Linked DNA regions of Siniperca chuatsi: region 1 is linked to region 2. A link is a contact called in public Hi-C data. All regions are on one chromosome and are shown on one strand. The core of a region is the stretch at or near the end of the contact, and the rest is flanking DNA. Distances in the headings are between cores, read along the strand shown. Region 1 holds the start of LOC122883748 (mitochondrial carrier homolog 1-like). Region 2 holds the start of LOC122882496.

Region 1 (5,063 bases), core at 461-2,960, 140 kb before region 2:
GACGCTGCATCGATCTGTTTGGCCCTAATCCTGCTGGACGCCTCAGTGCTGGAGTGGAAATGCAGCTGCTTCCCAGGAGTGGAGCCGAGCGGTGCGGCCGGAGCTCCACAATATAACATCGTAACATCCCGCGAGGCTGCCAGGGTCACTGTCCGTGAGTGCACGAGTCACGGCATGAACACCATACTGTACAAGGACGTGACATTAACGACTGCATCCCTGACCCACGAGCCAAACTCTACACAGGGCTCATATGAAATACCTGAAAGTAATACTTTAACTTCTTCCTCGAACAGAACACCAACTTACAGTAAATCCAACCGACACGGTCTAACGTCACAAACATTTGTAAGATTCATTTCCTTTCATCCCTCGGCTCGAGGATGAAGCAGAACCAGCAGTGGGAGTCCTGCAGAGATTAGCCGCATCCTAAATCAAACAGGCTCACGGTCTCTCCAGATCCGTCTGCAGCGTCATTTTGATTAGCTCTGGAGATAAAGGCCAAGACATGCGGGATTAGAGCAGGAAGACACAGCTCAGGCCAGTTTATACAGGCCTGTAAATTACGCCTTCCGATTCGACCTCCTGATCTGCACTCTATAAACAATGTCCATAAAGGTCTGCTTCCGTACGCAGCTCCTGGTCGGTGTGTTTGACAGTTAAATCTCGTTAATGAATGCCGACATTATCATGTATGAAATGAAAATACGACTCTATGGTTATGGCTGGGAAGATTTTCCACGTCTTAAAGAACTCAGTGCACCATTTGGAGCTTCTTCGTCCTCTGTGTGTTGTGGTATTTTTGCGTTGTGACCACCGGATGCAACAGACGCCTATTTGTCAACACACAGCACCTGTTGCCGTTTTACGATGTTTGTGCTATTTCAGGTCTGTAATAATTTCAGGATATTATATTTTGATAATATTGCTGTTTTAGACTACTAATTGAATAATAACAAATGTAATGTTTTTTTACTTGAACTGTATCCCAGAAGATACGTTGCCCAAATGGGGTTAAAACAAGGACTAACACCAGTGTTTTAAACCCGCTACAGCCAGGAAATCAATAGAATGGGATCAATGGAAAAGTTCAGAATCAGAAAAACTTCATTGCTCATGAAAATTAGTTTTTGACGTGACTCAACAGAAAAACATACATTTTAAATTCTATTCTAAGTTTCACTACAAGTTAAATCATAAATAAGGGTTTCAGAGGGCAAATGAGTAAAACAAATATTAGTTATAATAGTTAATATTGTGTGCTTATAGGAAACGCATTTATTGAACACAGAAGGGTATTTTATTTGCTCAAAGTTAATTATACTTGCTGTGCTTGAAATATCCCATCACACACTCATAAACGAGCGGAGAATGTGTGTGAAGAAGAAGCAGCTGCTTGTTTTTAACGTCATCTTTCACAAATATGTCGCCACTGTTGTTGGCGTGAAAAGATTTGCATAAATAAGTGATCCTCTATCTTGCAGAAGACTCTGATTGGGTTGTAATTCAAACGAATCATTTAAATGTCTGACAGGGGCTGAAGATCCGAACGACAGGTCAAGGCGTTTCCTATAATCACTTATTGATCCAGCAGATGTGGGTGACTGTGTGCTGTCTGTGTGGTGCCTGTTGATCATTCACCAGCAGGGGGCAGCCTCCAGCTGTGGCGAGCCTCTTCTTCATCAGGTCAGACAGAAGCTTCATCACCTCCTGTGTTCATGACAATGTCACAAACAGGAAATCACAGTTAAAGCAGCAGTGACAGCAGAGTGCAGCACACCTTATTCATCAGAATAAAATCTGCTGCTGAATTATTCACACGGTTTTGGACGTTTTATGAACAGTTTTAGTGTCTGGAGACAGAGTGTATGTATTAATCATTTGTTACAGCGCACACAGGAAGAGGATGTAGTTGTTGTGCTGTGTACATCATCATGGCTGGTGCTGCAAATTTAACATTTACAACACAATATTTTGTTTGTCAGGGATTGTTTTTTGGTTATTAATAGTTACATTAATTAAGTCATTAGTAGTATTGCTTAGTAGTTAATGGTGCTGTGGCTTTAGGACATTAAAGGCTGTAATTTAAGAAAACATCATCACCACAAAACAAAGCTGCAAATACAGAAAACACAAGCAAATATAGAAACACTGGAAATCACACATAACATCAGACTGATGAATAAGTCCACCTCGGGTCTATGATGCTGGAAAATAAACTTTATTTATCTATTTTTAACATTCTGATCGCATGATTCTCACATTGTTGGAGCTACCTAGCGTTAGCATTTTAGTAATTATTAGCGTGTTAATCAGTTTGTGGCGTTCCAGAGGACCTGCTGTTGTTGTGTATAATATGTTTATTTTGGCAAAACTGGGTTGGAGTTGTACATGTAATGCAAGTAATGATATTTTCAAAGTCACTATACATGTAAATACATATACAGACAGGCAGGTACCAAACAGGTGACAGTCCAAACATTAGCGAAGCCAAAACCAACATAGCAGCTGGGACGAACTGACAAAGAACAAAGGAATCACCGAGACGATGCACACAGGTGAGGGCGGGATAACTACACACAGGTGAACTTAATTAGGGCCAATCCAAACTGCCGGGAGGCAAGGAGAATATTTCACAATAAAACAGGAAATAACCAAACACAGACCCTCAAACCATGACACATACTAACACTGTATCTTAAGCACTGATCAGCTGTGACTCTACAGGTGTCCTCTAAATGAGTGGTTCTCCATAAAACAGAGTAACGTTTACGTGCGACACAGTTGCATGTGTCTAAAAGTTGTGACCAGTTCAACCAAAGAGTGATTTTTTTCCTCTGTTTTAATAGAAAATTATATTTAGAGGCCTGAGGAAGTAAAACGATCGAGTAGTTCACTAGAAAACAGACTAAGAGTCTGCAGCCGATGACAACGCTAACATGCTGATGTTCGGGTATGATGTTCAGCATGTTAGCTTAGCGTGTTAGCATGCTAACATTAGCATAACTGTATGTAGCAGAAACATGTTTTTATCTGCTTTCCTGTCCTCTTGATCATCTCGTGACCCCTCATGAGGGTCCCGACTCCCAGGTTAGGAACTGCTGATCAATATGCTACGAATCTCTGAATCCAAAACCTCCAAAATGTGATGACCAAACACTACCTGGAAGTGAACCCTGCTCGTCCGCCTTCTTCTTCCCGTGTTGCTCTTGAGCAGGTGTCACTAATGGATGAAACTTCAGTCTCAAAGGCGAATGTTCTGTGTCATGAGGAACGAGGCGAGACGCATCTGCTTCTGTAGCTCAGTACAATCTCTCATTCAGCATTTCTTTCATGGGTCTTTCTGAAATAATGAAGCGTGTTAAATCGGCTCCGCTGCAGCCGTGGATATTAGAAACTGAAGCATTCGTGATTTTAACAAAGTTAAACCACAATTTGTTTGTGAGTACAGACAGAACTGGAAGCGAGGCAGCGTGGGTTCTAACGTCACTGTAACTTGGTTTTATCCCTTTCCACAAAACTCACCAACCCTCTCTTCTAAAGGCTTTTTTCGTCTTCCTAGCTGTAATCTCTGCGGGTTTATGGGAAATGGTGTTCATTGGATAAACAACAATATTAGATTGTTTTCCAGTAAACGACCGTCCTTATCTAAAGCGAGCCACACGGCTCTGTTCCAAGGCCGTGCTTCTAGTTTTTAGCGCTGTTGTGCATTTTGAATGAGGTTTTCTTACTTCTGGAACAGAACCCGGAAGTTCTGGTTTCACTTCGGATCTATGTCCAGTCAGTTTGACAGAGGCGGTGCACTGAAATCTTGTTTTATAGCTGCAGGTGAGACAGTCCAGGCAGCAGAGAAGCAGGGAGGCTGTTTGGCTGAAGTGACGCGCAGTGAAAACAGCACTCACCTGTCTGTATGTACAGCGAAAGAGTTATCTGTCGCTGTAATCATTCCTCCCGTTCAAACTCTGCCGAAACCTCACATGTGGGCTGCACTGTTACACAGACAGAGAGCTGGGGAGTCGACGTTGGACTAGCATTGGGACAGGATCTGCTCCCAGGAACCATGACAGTGACCCGTAACCCTTACGACTATAATATTGACATAATCATTCACTTTATAAGTCAGCAAACAGAAAAGAGGTCTATATTTAATTGTAGTGGTAAATAATTAATAGTAATAGTTGATCATAATGATAAGTACTTTTACTGTACTTGAGTAAACAGTTTTGCTGTTCTTGTGTATTTCCGTTTTAAGCTACTTTATACTTGTACTCCACTACATTAAGCTTTAGTTACTTTTCAGATTCAAACTTTACACACTTTAAAACCTTTAATGGGTTCCAAAATGATGTAGTGTTAAGGGTTAAACTACCAACTAAAGTATATGAAGTATGGTAGTTAAAATTAGCTCCACCTCGACCGGCTACAACATTAATATTAATGTTAGAGTAATAATAATAATCGGATAATATAGGATATGAACGACGGGGCCCATTCTGCTGCCTGATGAGTACGTTTGAGGGGCGGAGCCTATGTGTATGATTTGTGACATCACAAGTAGTTTGGAAGCCAATCCCGGTCCGATCTGCACCTGTGTGATGTAGAAACTTGAGCAGGAGACATCTTGGGTCCAGCAGGAAACTTTAGAAGTGAACAGCATTTGCATGTTCATAGATTCTGCAGTTTTAAGCCTTTTTAAGGATTTTAATGTGGAAATTATACTTTTTTTTGTGGAAAAAACATATCAGACACACATTATTGGTCCAAGCTGACTATTTGCATACATGGAGGGGATATAAGTGCTTTTTGCTGCAAATACTTTTATACTTTTACTTACAGTTTCTCGATTGCTAAGACACATTTCTTGAAAGCTGCTCTCCTTTTCTCTAAACTGTGAGCACAAAACACAATTTTCAAGCTACATTCACAAAACCTCAGACTCTTCTTGCAAAACCAAACCTTCACCTCAAAACAGTTCAGTCTGTGCTCAGAACTGAAATGTGTTGTCAAATCGCCCCGAGTCAATCAAAATTAAAAACACTACTGAACAGTCGCTAAACACTACG
Region 2 (4,502 bases), core at 926-3,425:
CACAGGGTGAATTGTGTCTGTAATGCCTGCCCCGCCTTACCGTTTGGCGCACACAGTAGAACAGAACCTCTTGGACCTCTTGAAGACGTAGGCGAAGTCCACCCTGCCACACAGCTCGCAGGTCAGCATGGGCTCCTGCTGGGCCTTCAACTCTGAGGGAACACAGGCCGCACAGGTACCATCACCAGCAACATCCACACGAGTGTGCAGGGACAACGGCTAAGCAGTCGCACGGTGTCAGCTGTTAGCCGACCGACGTCTACAGTCGGTCGGCTAACAGCCGGTTGGGGCCGATTATTATTATAGATACTGTGAAACATGTAGATACTGGAGGAGGGAAACGTCAGCTCCCCACGTGACGCCGTGCTGCTGGTCTGACAACTTTAAGAGCTTTACCTTTTGGGTAGAGGCCGTCCATCTTTGAGTCTGCCGTGTGTCTCCTTAGGCTCTCAATTGAGAAAGATGGACGTTCCACCTGCAGACAGACAAACATATACTTCATTACAGCAGCTGATGCCACTGCAAGGGACTGAGAAAGTGGCGAGGGAAGAGTTTGACGTTGAATGCTACGGTTCTGTTTGATTCTGTTAGCACAAGTTTCCCCCTCAGGAGCGTTTTCTGCCTCTTGACTGCAGGATCAGGGTCTACATGTAGTTCCTCGAGCACAGAGAGTCCCTGCTTTTTGGTGCAGGAACTATCCGGGCGGATCACCGGTGACGATGTGATCAATGCTTTGGTGATCGGTTTGACGTGTGTTTAGAGTTTCAGTGTGTGACTTGGTGCACGCTGTGCAGACTGATGGCTTTGGATGTAAGATGCATCACACAGGTGATCAGAGTCTCTTCCATGATGTGGCAGATAAATAATACTTATTAAATCCTGTACTGACACAGTTATTAGTGATGTGCTGCCTGTTTACACTGACGGATATCTAGTGTCTGGTATATTTTGAGGAAACAGATTTCCATACGTGCTAACGTCATTAATATCCAGAATGAGGGAGGTTCTGTGCTTTTAATTTGTGCTGCCGGTTAATGTTTTGGGACACAGTTCATTTCTCAGCACTTGTAGATTAGCATTTTCGTTGCTGCTAGCTGCCGTTTCTCACTGGAATCCACGTGTCATGTTAGGTAGCCAGAGCTAACGGGCTAAGACAGGCGTGTGGTAAAAAGGTTTGACCTTTAAACTGTATTTTAACTGGTTCCCAGCAAGTAGCTTTATTTATTAAGTACTAAAAATGTGCATAATTAAACTATCATCATGACATGGTGCCTAAACTTGCGCCTTATTTTTAAAGTTTTGGCTATCATTTGTAATAATAAACACTGCACTCACTAAGTTACTAGCAACGGGGCAAGAAACATAAGCGGTCCACCGATCAGACAGGTTGGAAACAAACGCCCCAAATATTGATAATGTTAAGTCTTTGCTCCTGGTCAACCAGTCAATATGGCCAGTGTTGTTTTTGAGCTGCCCGCCATTATGGGCAGTGATTACTGTCATATTCTGTGGTTTACAGACAGACACATGCAGAGCTGCAGTACTCACGGGGAAAGGCTCAGCACCCTCCTGGATAACGAAGCCTTCTATCAGGTGGGTGAGGATGTGGGACTTGACTAAGGCCTGGGCTGGTTTGCTCTCTCCATCGTGTTGGCTGCTGTTAGTGTTCCCATTCCCAGAGGTCATGACTGGAGCACAGGCCGCCCCTCACCTGTCAACACAAGCAGCATGGCAAACTCAACAAGCGCTGGACCTGGGACCTGCACCCCCCCATAGCTGCTGTTCAAATACACAAAGACTGCAAAGCTCACATCATTCAAACATGGCAGTTTAGTGTTGCTCAGTGTTTTGGCAAAAGTACACAGCGTTACTATCATTTTACTTTACATATGACAGGTGTTATGACTCCTTAAGAACCACTTTTGAATTTGGCATAGCTATAATCCACTAAAGAAACTTTTTTTAAAATGTCTTCTTGTTATTTGTTAACTTTATTTCTCGGACAATCGTCTTGCACTTAGTTGTATACAGGGGGATTCAGTTCTACAAGGAGTTTGAACGAGTGCCGATGTAAAGAGCTTCTTCCAATGTGTCACAATCCGTTTTGAGTCGTATTTTATTTGTTATCTTTTCGTTGCGATAAGCAAGACAACCCTGAATTGCCAGATTTCCGAATGCAGTCCGGCGTGGCCATCTCCCCACACAGGTCCCGTCCGTTAGGCTCGCGTGGACGCGTGTGTACATTACTGTGGTGGAAACCCGTCTGCTTAATATGAAGATAATATAATAATAATAATAATAATATGAAGATGAAGGAGAAACTACTGATTCAGTGCACGTTATCTGGTAACGTTAGGAGTGTTTTTTATTTGCTTTGTATTAAGATGTCTGGCTTTAAAGAATTATAACTTACACAGCATTAACAAACCACTTAACGTTAAATCCGAACTCGCTAAGGAAAAGAAAGCCTTTTCCAGGCTCCCTTTAAAACACACGAGCAGTTCAGAGTAGTTAGCTTACTTTCACGGTCGGAACCACCTCCGAGCTGGGTCGAAAACAGGCGCTCCGCTCGGCAACAAAGGTAACGTTAGAGGGAAGAAAAGCTCTTTGTTCAACGGCTCCAAACAACGCGTTCATTTACTCACACTCCCGCCGCCAAAACGGCGAGGAGCCGCTCCGCCACCGGAACACCGACAAATACTCAACCGGCCGAGCGGGCGCCGTTACACGAGGACACGCGAAGTTAGCAACGGAATCATATCCTCGCTATGTTTCTGCTTTCTGCCCGTCTCCTGTCTACAGACACCACGGTCCCGTCGGTGTGTGCGCGCGTGTGCCCACCGACCAAGCACGAGACATTCGCGTCAGGGACTTCCGGCAACAACCTTCAAAATTAAAGCCCATTTATTTATATATATGTGTGTGTGTGTGTGTGTGTGTGTGCGTGCGCGTATAAATATCTGTGAAAATTTCTTTCTTTCTTGCAAAATGTGTTTTATAATCATACAGTCAGTATTAAGAGCATCAATTTAGGATTTTATTCTTGACCTTAGAAACAGTAGTTTGACCAAAAAAAGACCCACTCGCTTTTCTGAAGCTTTTAACGCAACTCTGGACGGAATTCACTCAGTTGTCATGACAACCGTGAAAGCTAGTAGTAACAGTAGTTGTAGCGGTAGTGTTAGTGGTGGTTGTGGTAGTAGTAGTGATAGTAGTAGATGTAGTAGTAGTGGTAGTGGTAGTAGTAGTTGTAGTAGTAGTGATAGTTGTAGTAGTAGTGATAGTGGTGGTAGTGGTAGTAATATTAGTTGTAGTTGTAGTGGTGGTAGTAGTTGTAGTTGTAGTTGTAGTAGTAGTAGTGATAGTAGTAATGGTAGTAGATGTAGTAGTAGTGGTAGTGGTAGTAGTAGTTGTAGTAGTAGTGATAGTGGTGGTAGTGGTAGTAATACTAGTAGTGGTAGTTGTAGTAGTTGTAGTTGTAGTAGTAATGGTAGTAGATGTAGTAGTAGTGATAGTAGTAATGGTAGTAGATGTAGTAGTAGTGGTAGTGGTGGTAGTGGTAGTAATACTAGTAGTGGTAGTAGTATTAGTTGTAGTAGTGGTAGTAGTTGTAGTTGTAGTAGTTGTAGTAGTGGCAGTAGTAGTAGTGGTAGTGATAGTAGTAGTAGTTGTAGTAGTTGTAGTTGTAGTAGTGGTAGTAGTAGTAGTTGTAGTAGTTGTAGTGATAGTAGTAGTAGTTGTAGTAGTAGTAGTGGCAGTAGTAGTAGTTGTAGTAGTGGCAGTAGTAGTTGTAGTTGTGGTGGTAGTGGTTGTAGTAGTTGTAGTTGTAGTAGTGGCAGTAGTAGTAGTGGTAGTGATAGTTGTAGTAGTTGTAGTTGTAGTAGTGGTAGTAGTAGTAGTTGTAGTAGTTGTAGTGATAGTAGTAGTAGTTGTAGTAGTTGTAGTTGTAGTTGTAGTAGTGGTAGTAGTAGTAGTTGTAGTAGTTGTAGTGATAGTAGTAGTAGTGGTAGTAGTAGTAGTGGTAGTGATAGTAGTAGTTGTAGTAGTTGTAGTGATAGTGTGGTAGTAGTAGTAGTAGTAGTAGTAGTAGTAGTAGGTGTGGTAGTAGTAGTAGTAGTGGCAGTAGTAGTAGTTGTAGTAGTAGTAGGCAGTAGTAGTAGTGTAGTAGTGGTGATGTAGTGTGGTTGTAGTAGTTGTAGTGATGGCAGTGTAGTGATTGTGTGGTAGTGGTTGTAGTAGTTGTAGTAGGTGAGTAGTGTGGTAGTGTAGTAGTAGTAGTAGTAGTAGTAGTTGTAGTAGTAGTAGTAGTAGTAGTAGTAGTGTAGTAGTGGCAGTGGTGTAGTGAGTAGTAGTAGTAGTAGTAGTGGCAGTGTAGTGGTTGTGGTGGCAGTAGTTGTAGTTGTGGTGGTAGTGGTTGTAGTAGTTGTAGTGATAGTGATAGTATTAGTGGCAGTAGTGGTAGTTGTAGTAATGGCAGTAGTAGTGGTAGTTGTAGTTGTGAT

What was found. Hi-C and Micro-C count contacts between places; a contact is called where the count stands out from the background.
Region 1: a contact with region 2 is called in a Hi-C map of skeletal muscle, with 2.0 times the contacts expected there. The contact joins the promoter of LOC122883748 here to the promoter of LOC122882496 in region 2. A contact is called at or near these places in 2 of 3 Hi-C or Micro-C datasets (skeletal muscle and an unstated tissue).

What each region holds. Positions count from the first base shown.
Region 1 is chrLG10:899,733-904,795 of ASM2008510v1, reverse strand. LOC122883748 (mitochondrial carrier homolog 1-like) reads right to left here and starts at 1,710. Exons shown (of 13, transcript XM_044212856.1): 1 at 1,642-1,710. The coding sequence starts at 1,704.
Region 2 is chrLG10:764,373-768,874 of ASM2008510v1, reverse strand. It overlaps LOC122882496, which reads left to right and starts at 2,175. Exons shown (of 9, transcript XM_044209959.1): 1 at 2,175-2,234. The coding sequence starts at 2,175. It overlaps phc2a (polyhomeotic-like protein 2), which reads right to left and starts at 2,893. Exons shown (of 7, transcript XM_044212835.1): 1 at 2,521-2,893; 2 at 1,549-1,711; 3 at 397-475; 4 at 41-152. The coding sequence starts at 1,686.